Regions from separate parts of the Danio rerio genome. Here region 1 is linked to region 2. Evidence: chromatin contacts called from public Hi-C data. All regions are on one chromosome and are shown on one strand. The core of a region is the stretch at or near the end of the contact, and the rest is flanking DNA. Distances in the headings are between cores, read along the strand shown. Region 1 overlaps ctdsp1 (CTD (carboxy-terminal domain, RNA polymerase II, polypeptide A) small phosphatase 1). Region 2 overlaps spegb (striated muscle enriched protein kinase b).

Evidence for each region. A called contact is a pair of places that touch in the nucleus more often than the background predicts.
Region 1: a Hi-C map of hematopoietic stem cells shows a contact between it and region 2, with 2.5 times the contacts expected there. The contact joins two enhancer-like sites. A contact is called at or near these places in 4 of 18 Hi-C or Micro-C datasets (caudal fin, embryo, hematopoietic stem cells and 1 more) and 1 of 4 datasets of contacts at active chromatin or transcription factors (caudal fin).

What each region holds. Positions count from the first base shown.
Region 1 is chr9:43,451,154-43,456,860 of GRCz12tu, reverse strand. It overlaps ctdsp1 (CTD (carboxy-terminal domain, RNA polymerase II, polypeptide A) small phosphatase 1), which reads right to left. Exons shown (of 7, transcript XM_021479012.3): 4 at 950-1,006. Among named protein-coding and RNA genes, the nearest start is that of dre-mir-26a-1, 9.3 kb to the left of the region's middle. Within about 2 kb of position 3,305, at least 3 of the 62 cell types and tissues checked have an H3K27ac peak or open chromatin away from gene starts, as enhancers often do.
Region 2 is chr9:43,404,788-43,410,187 of GRCz12tu, reverse strand. spegb (striated muscle enriched protein kinase b) reads right to left here. Exons shown (of 42, transcript XM_073913014.1): 40 at 4,141-4,216; 41 at 3,728-3,877; 42 at 1-2,332. The coding sequence ends at 2,119. Among named protein-coding and RNA genes, the nearest start is that of mir732, 5.2 kb to the left of the region's middle. Within about 2 kb of position 2,132, at least 4 of the 62 cell types and tissues checked have an H3K27ac peak or open chromatin away from gene starts, as enhancers often do.

The sequences.
Region 1 (5,707 bases), core at 2,056-4,555, 46 kb before region 2:
GACTTCTGCTGTCTTCATTAGTTTCAAAAATACTGATTTCTTTACAATTTAAAACGGCATCTTTGAATATTTTTTTCTGCTAGAGATTCTGTTGTCATAAAAAAACTTAAAACAACAACAACAAAAAAAAACTGCTTAGGAACGGTATAGGAGAAAATTCTGACAGTTTTAAAACCTTGACTTTTCTAAACCGCGGTATACCTCGAAAATGGTTATCGTCCTATGCCTAATGCAAATCACTGTCATTTATAATTTATATTGCGTGGGTGTTGAGATCCCGATCTTTAATTGATTAATCGTGCAGTTTACACTACAGTAAATGCATTAATGCAGGCTAAACAAGTAGAGAAAACACCTTTAATAACCTAGGAAACCCACCACATCCCAAATAACCTACCGCAACTTCTTCCGTCATCATTAGATTTTACATGAAAGCCTAAATGCTTTCACACATGCGGTTTGAATGACACGAGAGGTGATCTCTTTGCAATTGTTACGAATTTAGGATTATTCTACAAGTAAAATTTTTTTATTAATCTGCGAACCACGTGTGTTCCGAACTGTAGGTTGTGATCCGTATGAATTACGAACCGTGATCCATTACACCCCTAGTCAATATATACTAAATCTCTAAGGAATGTTTAGAGCACCTTATTGAATCTGGCACAAAGAAATAAGCCAGTTTTAACAAAATTGAGTCTAGCCTGGTACTAAAAAGGTGCACCAAACAAACTTTAAATAATTTTTATTAAAGAAAAAGGTATATTATAATAAACAAAGGGACAATATAATTTGAAGATACTGGCATCAAACACCCTGCTGTAAATCAGCACTTTTCTTCACTGAGACAGCAGAACACATAAGCTTAATTATGTGTCGCTCTACAGCTAAATGTCATCACCTTCCACTCATCAGTTACCAAACATGCATGAGAACAGGTTGTGCTCACCTGATGTACCGTCCCATCAATTTCCACTGGAATGATAAAGTCAGCATTGTTTACTGGCTGAGAAAAGAAAAGAAAAAAAAACAGATTTACGTGCTGGAAGCAGATCGAAAAACTCATATAAATCTATTTTACAGACAACTGGGTCAATGACTGACATGAGGTGTAAATATCTAGCGGATTCCAATCATTTTGACAACATTGCCACACAGCCTGTGAGTGATATTAGGATAGGTCCAGAAACTCAATCTCAAATGTTGAGATAATCACGTTTATGAGTTGCAGAGACATCAGGACAGTGTGACCTACATTTACAAACAACCAGATGAAGCAACATTAAGGGGTCCAATTCTTTAAGACCATGCTTGTTTTACTCTCTTTAAAAGCAAGAGTTCTCCATGAACATGAAAACATCATTAATTATTCAATACATTTATTCCTGTATGACTGTCCATCTGCATGCTGTTCATTTTCTGTGAAACACAAAAAACTTGTTTGCACTACTAATCCTTAATGAAAATAGCATCTGTTAACCTTAAAAAAAGAGCTGAAACACAACATAAATTTGTTATAAAAGCTATTCATTTGATTAGTATAGTATTTTTATGTATTAGTCCAACACCAACATATTTGTTCATTTCCTTTCCTAATCTTTATACTTTGAAAGATCCTTTAAATCAGTTTTTTACTAAATTTATCAGCAAGAAATACTACATATTATTTAAATAAAAACTTTGTATGGTCACCTTTATACATTTCATCAAGTGCAGGTTAAAAAAGTTTGGTTTCATTTTTAGATAAATAAATCCCTTAAAGTACACTGAATGATGATGGAGAATTGTTTCACTGACAATTTTGACTTCAAGCAAGCTAATGGAACATTAAAAGTGGACATTTTTGCATTTAAAGATTTTTCTATGTACACTACCCCACAAAAGTCTTGTCATCAATCCCAGTTTTGAGAGCAACAAATAATAACTTGACTTCTAGTTGATCATTTGGAAAAGTGGCAGAAGGTAGATTTTTCTCATGAATCATCTGTTGAACTGCATCCCAATCATCACAAATACTGCAGAAGACCTATTGGAACCTGCATGGACCCAAGATTCTCACAGAAATTAGTCAGGTTTGTTGAAGAAAAAATCGTGGTTTGGGGTTACATTCAGTATGGGGGCATATGAAAGATCTGCAGAGTGGATGGCAAGATCAACAGCCTGCGGTATCAAGACACTTGTGACGCTCACTCCTGCTCATACTTCAGCCTCCATATCAAAGTTTCTGAAAGCAAAAAAGCTTAAGGTGCTCCAGGATTGGCCAGCCCAGTCACCAGACATGAACATTATTGAGCATGTCTGGGGTAAGCTGAAGAAGGAGGCACTGAAGATGAATCCAAATAATCTTGATGAACTCTGGCAATCATGCAAGGTTTTCTTTGCCATTCCAGATGAATTTATTAATAAGCTGTTTGAGTCATTGCAGAGATGTATGGATGCAGTCCTGCAAGCCCATGACATTATATTTTATACTGTACATTATTTCTGTTATGTGACAAGACTTTTGTCTAAGCAATGTCAGACCTTACGGTCCTAATTAAGTAATTAAAATCAAGGAATGATGATCTTTTATTTTGGTAAAAATAAGCGTGATCTAGAGGCCTTTGCCTTGTGTATAAGCTACTTCTGATGCCAAATGATCAACTAGAAGTTATTATTTGTTGCCCCTAAAACTTGGATAGACAACAAGATTTTGTCAGGTAATGTATATAAATTCACTTAAATGGTATTTGATCACTGAAATTAAGATTTTTTTAAAGATATTTTAATATTTTAATGCAGACTCGAAATCTGAAATCTCTTTGAAATGTTTTTTTTTTTTTTAAGTTTGTGGATAAACTACTAACCATGATTTCTCTGAAAAATTTGTAACAACAACAAAAAAACACTTATATATTTAATGTACTCAATATACATTCCCTTTTTTGAGTATAATGGATTGTCAAAGTCAACAGCAATGTTACACTCCCATGAGGAAACTTTTTTTTCTTTCTGGCTTCCCCAAATTGTGCACATATTGTCTTTATGATGTCCTTCAGCAGGAGAAGCAAATCTTTTATTCTGAATCAAATCATGCATTAGCCACTATCTACAGTGCATGCATACATGTAAAATCTTCCTAAAACACAACCACTGGCTGCTCAAATAAGCTTACTTGTATTTGATAACTCAAAAAATTTGAATATAACGCGCATGTCTAATATATTAAAAAGTCAATTTTGCAAAGGGTGACTTGTAAACACACTTCCTCTTTTGTTCTTAGTTGTCAAGCATGTTGCTGGACAGTGCATGCACTCAAACATTATTACATTGTGAAAGACTTAGGCGGACATATTGCAATAGTTTAAACCAATCTACAAAATGTGCTCCAAAGTATTCGGGACTGCTGTGACCAATTGGTGTTTCAAATGGTTAACTAGATTACATGCTTCCCGAAGCAAAGGTCTTGTCCTAAACCAAGGCACTTGTTGAGTTTTCATGTTGCACCGCTAAAAACAAAAAGTCTCACCCACAGCGTTTTACACTTCTCTGGGAAATTAACATTAAATATATATATATATATATATATATATATATATATATATATATATATATATACGCATATTAAAACTAGAACTACCAAAGCAGTCATTTTAAACGCTTTTTAATTTATGCAATTTAACAAATTTGTTAAAATAAAACGCATATATCTATAGTACCCTGACATTTCATAAATGTGTGTATATTAATTCTAACCTTTTAGATTATCATTTTAATAAAATAAAAGAGTAATATTTTGAGTATTTCTACATTGAATGGCCATTACGTTCAATTTGACCACATCCACTTTAGCCTCTAATAGTTTTTCTTGTTCCTTTGACTAAAATATGACAATAGACCTTGAAAGCTCAAATCTAAAATCTTTATAGGATCTTTGATGTTGAATATGATGTAACAAAAATTGAATATAGTACAGTCTTATATGAACAGTCTGAATGACCATTCAAGTAATTATGAAGTGCTGGCAATTCCTGTGTTACAGAACGATAGCAAGCAATTATTTATTAAATGAATCAAAGGAGAAAAAAAAAAAAAAACGTTTGTTTCGGCTGTGTGCCTTCATCAGGTAATGATTCTTTAATTCTTGCTGCATAAAGGTGATGTAAGTTTGACACCCAGTGGTTGAACTAGGTATTGCATTCATGGTTCAAAACACATCCAAGCGCAGGTTGCCAGACTGACGATACAGAAAAGTGCCTGACTAACGAGCCTAAATTCTGATTTAAACCGTGTTCTAAACTAAAGCAACGACAAGTGATAGAAGCAATATTTTCCATATTAAAAGTTTTTGTTCTAATCAACACCTGAAATTTATATTTTAGAAATCGTTTCTATTTCTTGCACCTGAACAACAGAAAACTGACAATGATTATCTCAGGTACACCTCATGTGCTTTATTCAGTGTTAAATGCTAATAATGTGATTTTGAATGCCATATTACATGACATTTATAGCCATATACTGAAAGCAGCAGCAGATAGCTCACCTCAGATCTTGAAAATAAAAGAAACCATTTGAAACTGAACTTAAGAACTGTGACTCACTACAAGCCAACACACATCAGTGATTCAGCATGTACATTTAATAATGTTAAAGAGGTTTAATATGCATTAATTAGATTATAAACCTTACCATTCCGTTGGAGTGCAGTGAGTGTACTATTCTGTGCTTCTGAATGGCTGTATATAAATTTCTGTCGTATTTCGTCTGGTGCAAACAGCCAAATTGCTCATCAATGCAAATCTCATCATGTAGCATGTTGTTAGGACACAGGGCTACAATGTAACCAGCTAACCAATAACATTCGTAATATTTATATAATTTACCAATTAATATCCACCTCATGTGGAACTCTGAATCTGTGTCTCCTTTATAATGTTTCTTAAATATCTCCAAACAGATTATGATGTTTTCATGCTTTAGAAGAGTCAAAAACGTACATACAGCACCCTTAAATATTCAATAATTTCAGGTGTTCACAAGTGTTAGTAACATTGTGAAACAAATTGTTGATCTCATTTGTTTTAATTCTTAATTAAAATCAAAATGTCATACATCAGAAAGAGAGAAGAACTTCTTCGTTTCTTGTCATTTGAAGAAATTAGGTCACAATACCAAACTTATCTGGTAGAGTGTAGTGACTTACATTTAATTGAATAAATAGTATACAATAATTGAACGATAAATTGAAGAAATGGTTAACTCAAAAACTGTAAACTCTGTTGTCATTGCTCACCCTTATTTATACGCACGCATACACACACACGAAATTTTAAAACATTTTTATCAATGAAAGTTAAAAACAAAAGGGGACCATAGTGAATATAATTATGTAGTAAAAATAAAAAAAACAAAACTGAAATATTCACAAAATAATTTACAAAAGAAATGCTTAGAAATGAAAAGAAAAGTTCACAAGATGAGTCAAATTTCACCTTATTTATATATTTAAGTAAGCTAAACCTTTGAGCCTGGACAAGATAAAACATTTTAGCATCAAATAATGAATTAAGTTTTAAAGTTTTGATGTAAACACAAGCAATGTTGCTTAACGCCAGTATAATGTTTGACTCAAGTGTATCCATGGCTATGATAAGGTTAGTTAGGTTGCCAACAGCATGATATAAACTCACACCTGCTACCAGCTATAAACCAATAAGAAAAAAAA
Region 2 (5,400 bases), core at 883-3,382:
GAGCAATGATCTAAGCCAATATTTGTGAAATATAATGTGTTTTCCTGCGGTTTGAGGTCACTACCGGTTTTAAAAATAATCTAATAATAATTACACTCACATAGACCCATTTTTAGCCTATAAAATTTGTTGAAAAGTTATATTCACAAGTGTTGGAAAGTAACTTATCACATGTAATCTACACTCAAAAATATGATATTTGTTCAAACTACTTATTTCAAATGAGCTGAAACAACAGAATTATTGAGTTTTTGTTGCGACAGCTTAATTGTTTTATGTTCAATCTACTTAAATTTGTAAAAACTAGTAAGTTAATGTAATTTCTTCATGTTGTCCCAACACAAATTGATTGTGGAACCCAGCATTTATTACAGAGTAGATGTAATCTAGATGTAATCCGATTTCAAAATTGAAACACAAGTAGATTGAATTCGATTTTATAGTACTCGCCAGAGTATTATAAAATTGATACAAATTATTTATAACTCATTGATTTTTCCTAACTAAACCACACGTCTTTTGAACGCATTAAATTCAATGCAAACTTTTGCAGCTCAACATCTTTATGAAGCAGAAAATGAAATTAGTTTTTGTTTTCTTTTTGAAAATATCTGTACCATTAGTTTTACAGAGACCTTATTTTAACTTTAGCTAGTTTGTGAATATGATTTCTATTAGTTTTGTGGATGTGAATGACACAATCGTCATTTGTTCATTAGATAAATTAACTAAACAAATACAAAGAAATAAAATAAAAAACAGAATACTGACAGAATACTGGGAATCTATGCTTACCAAACAGGATGCAAACTGTTCAAAAATAAATCTAGATAAAACAAACTATGAAAGTAACATAATGATGCCTATAATATAACAAAGTCAAGATTAAAACTCCTATTTTTGGATTCATAAATTGTCAAAATGGACATAAGTCAAAAAAATACACGTTCTTCTAGTAATTAAAAATCTCAGATTTTTTTGTGATCAATATATGTAATGTATTTAATATTGTTTATGTGTTATTTAGATCAAAAATTAGACAGCTTTCAATATAAAGTTACTCTCATTCATGGGTATAAATGAATCTTACAGCAAAAACCTTCTTAAAATAATAAACTAAAGACTCTCAAACATTCACTGCAGCAGCTAACGTGTGTTATACAACATATTCTAGTCCCTTCAAAAAAAAAGTCACTTTTCTAAGACACATCCAAAGAGCTCTAGATAGTTTCCAGGCACATCTTAACCCATCTGATCTCTACGTGAAACAGCTTCAGAGTCTAAAAACAGAGTTCTGTCCATATGCTATTCACAGATGCATGCTGTATGCTACTGTATGCACTGAAATATATAATACATTCCTGGTCTTAGACTTCAACTTATCAAAAAAAGCGGATTAGCCAAACCGTACAGGGAATTCTTGCCAAAAAAATATCACTCCCTAAAGCTGTGAGGCCTTTTGATATTACAATAAAGTCAATCCACTTCGGTTTAGGTCAAAACACTTTAGCAAAAGACAAAAAAGCATCTCGTTTTTATTGTTTTTTTGTTTGTTTAGTACTGATAATCACTACTGTATAACAACTAGCAGTAATAAAAGTAATACTTATGCCATAAAAACTAGTTCAAAAAAGATGTACACCATTTTTTTTTGTCCACGAATCTCAAGGCCCTGGAAGACACCCAAAAAAAAAAAAAAAAAAACATCGACGTAAAATTTTTTGCATCAAGTGAAGGACTAGATCGCTGTCTTCTCGGTTTTGTGTACAAAATAGTCGCTTCTCTCAAGGAGAATGAGTCTAAAGTTCATCTGACCCCTCACTAGAGATTCAAACTGCTTTTGTTAAAAATGAGCGTGAAGTAAGAACAACATCCGGGACAATAAACACCGTGCATGCTGGCCACAGCTAATGGAGGTAAATGCACTGGATGTTTTGTATGTATGTGTGTGTGTGTGTGTGTGTTTCTGGTTTCAGAACTGACCCCAGCTTGGTTAAACTCCTGTGCTTGATCTGTGTAAACACACATTAAGTGGGATGTCCTGAGGTTGTGTCTCTCTCTGTCCGCGTCCTGAAGAACCCCGGAGCCGTGGCCTCATGTCTCATGCCGTGCTGGAGCTCACTGAGGGGTGGATGGGGTTTGTGGGTTGCTCTGGTAGGAACGCAGGAGGACTTTGTGCTTTGTTGCCTCTTGGGCTCTGATGTGCTGCTGCTGCTCCAGGAACTCTTTGAGGCGTGTGGTGGTGAATGTGAGAGTCTGTCTTCGCAGGCGCATCAGATATGCGTCCTGCAGCCACGAGTTGGTAAAGCAGTCCTTGATGGTCGGACGGGCCCTGAAATACATAGAGCAGAATACTACAGTTTATAGAAACCATGATTTATATATTTCTGATTTAATAAAAATCTGAAAACTAAATATTAAAATTAATATTCCTGTGAAATTTTAATTCTCTTTCAATTACTTCTGATTTAATATTTAACAGAGCAAGACTTTTTTTTTTTACAGTATTTGCAATTGTATTTTTTCTTTTAGAGTAAGTCTAATTTATTTAAGTTTGGCTGGAATAAAGACAATTAAAAAAAAAATCAAAATAATAAAATTAAATAGATATACATTTTGAAAGGTTATCTTTGAATCTTCCCTGTATTAAACAGTCCTTGAGATATATGCGAAAAGAAATTACCATACTTAGTGATTATGCCTTCTATCTATCTATCTATCTATCTATCTATCTATCTATCTATCTATCTATCTATCTATCTATCTATCTATCTATCTATCTATCTATCTATCTATCTATCTATCTATCTATCTATCTATCTATCTATCTATCTATCTATCTATCTATCTATCTATCTATCTATCTATCTATCTATCTAAATTTTGTTGATTACAATTATTAGGAATATTAGATTTTATTTGTCATTTTATGTAATAAAAAAGTATAAATTATATTATTTATTAATCTGTATTAAAAATACAAGCAATACTACTTTTCATTATGTTTAATATAATACAATACACTTTTTGTTACATGGGGGCATAAGATAAACAATTTTACAATAATTTGAAAATTACCAAAACTGTCACTGGCAAATTTAATTAAATTGACCCCTTTAATGTATTAAATAATTTTGACATTTTATTACATTTTAAAAGTGAAGTTTTACAAACTAATTTCGCGAGGAGCACTGGATATGATTGATCACGGCTGATCTCTCATCGGTAATCAGCAATAATCCAATCAGATTGATCTAAACCTACAATAAATAGATCGAATTCACCCTACTACTTATCTTCGTTTTGGGAGAATCCTCCCTTCCATTCCATATCCTCCTTTTTCTCCTTTTACCAGGGGGAGCTATCGAGACCTACCTGATCTCGGACCCCCTTACATGCTAATTTACCAGGCGGGAACCCTGGGCTCAATTATCCCCGAGCTCTCTCCCCAGACAGCATGTCAAACTTGCTAATAGCTCCAAGCAATATCTAAGTGTAAACTCTTGAAAACGCTTATGTATAAAGATTTGTATTTATTAAATCATTAATTGTGAAGGAAAATGCTGAATTTGAATTTCTATAATGTCACACTGCAAATGTAATGGTCCAAAAAGCCTTCATCCTACTATGCAAAAACTAAAATGTCTTGAATTTATAGGAAATGTGACCCAGACGTGGTCATTTACACATCTCAGATGAGTATTTCACACTGCACTGTTTTACTCACCAAGGGTAGCTGCACAGGATCTTTTTGATGAACAGAGAGGCACTTTGGGACACGTTTTGGTAAAGCTTACTGAGGTCAAACTTGGCTGCCTGTATTCTGGCCTCGGTCTCGGCAGGGTCATTTTCTGTGAACGGCAACCTCCCGCTAAGCCTGAATGGTGGACAGCATGACAAACGCATCAAGTTACACACTGGAATAGCATTCATGTCAAACACAATCACAGACACTGACAGATTACCAGCTCTAGAGAGCTTCTGAAATGAGGAGACAAAACACATGAGACAATGTCCAGACTCCAATGCTTACATCCGTGTATGAATTGCAACTCAATTGGAGATAGCATAAAAGTGGGAAAGCTTGACATGAAATGAACATTCATTTTCATAGATAAAATTGTAGAGGAAAACACTCACATGATATAAGTCAATATGCCAATGCTCCAGATGTCAGCTGGTGGACCCACCACATCTCCTTTCAGCATCTCTGGAGCTTCAGCAAACATCACAGATTAAAAACACATGAGAAAGTGTCCAGTAATGTACACTGCCTAACTAAAAAAAAGCCACAATCTGGATTTAAAGTAAATAGGTAAGAAACTCCAATTGGAAAATTACTCTATAGATGATAAAGTTTCAGCTGCTAAACAAGTTTAATCGGATTTATAAAGGTCAGATTATTGGGATGCTAAGAAAAGGAGATTGCTGAAACTACTAAAATTGGATTAAGAATTGTATTGTAGAAAACTGGAAACAGTGAAGAACCATAATCTTTGAAGCAGAAATATGGTTAAAAATCTTGAATTATCTATATTAGTGATTACTTAAATATCCAGTGAAATTAAATGATAAAAACAAAAGCAGAACTTATAACTATGTTTAATAGTAAAGGTATTTCCACACAAAATGTGAAAGTAACTAAATTGATCTAGACTAAAAAGATGTGTAGCCTTAAGAAAACTATTTATCGCTAAGGCTAATCTGGGAAAAAATTCCCAGATTCAATTCAGAAAGCCTAAAGATTGGACTCTGGAGCAATGGAAAAAGGTCATGTGGTCTGATGAGTCCAGTTTTACCCTGTTAAAGAGTGATGGGCACATCAGGGTAAGAAGAGAGATGGATGAAGTGATCCACTCATCATGCCTAGTGCCATCGAGCTCAAATTGTTAAAAAGTGCTTCGGGGAGCATGAGGAACAATTTTTTGTGTAGATTTTAGATTGTGTCAAAGCAGCTTCACATAGAAAATTATAGTAAGTGTCAGTGCAGTTTTCTGAATTTAAGTTCAGTTTAGTTCAGTTAATTGTGGTTTAATTTTTACTGCTGAAAGTCCAAACACTGTGCAGATCCCCAAGTCCCGAACCATACAAGCCAGTGGCGACAGCGGCGAGGAACAAACTTCAAGTGAATGAAAAAACCTAGAGAGAAACCAGGCTCAATTGGGCACGACCATTTCTCCTCTGGCCAAACGTCTTGTGCAGAGCTGCAGTCTAGGTGCCGGAGGCTGGCAGTATCTGTACTTTACTGGATTATTGTTTTTTTTTTCTCCCACTTTCACTTTTACTTCAGTACATATTTTCGACGAGTTTAATACTTTTACTCTGATAGATTTTTTATGTGAGGCATCGTTACTTGTTACAGTTATAAAAAATGTTACGAATCATTCCAAACCAACATTA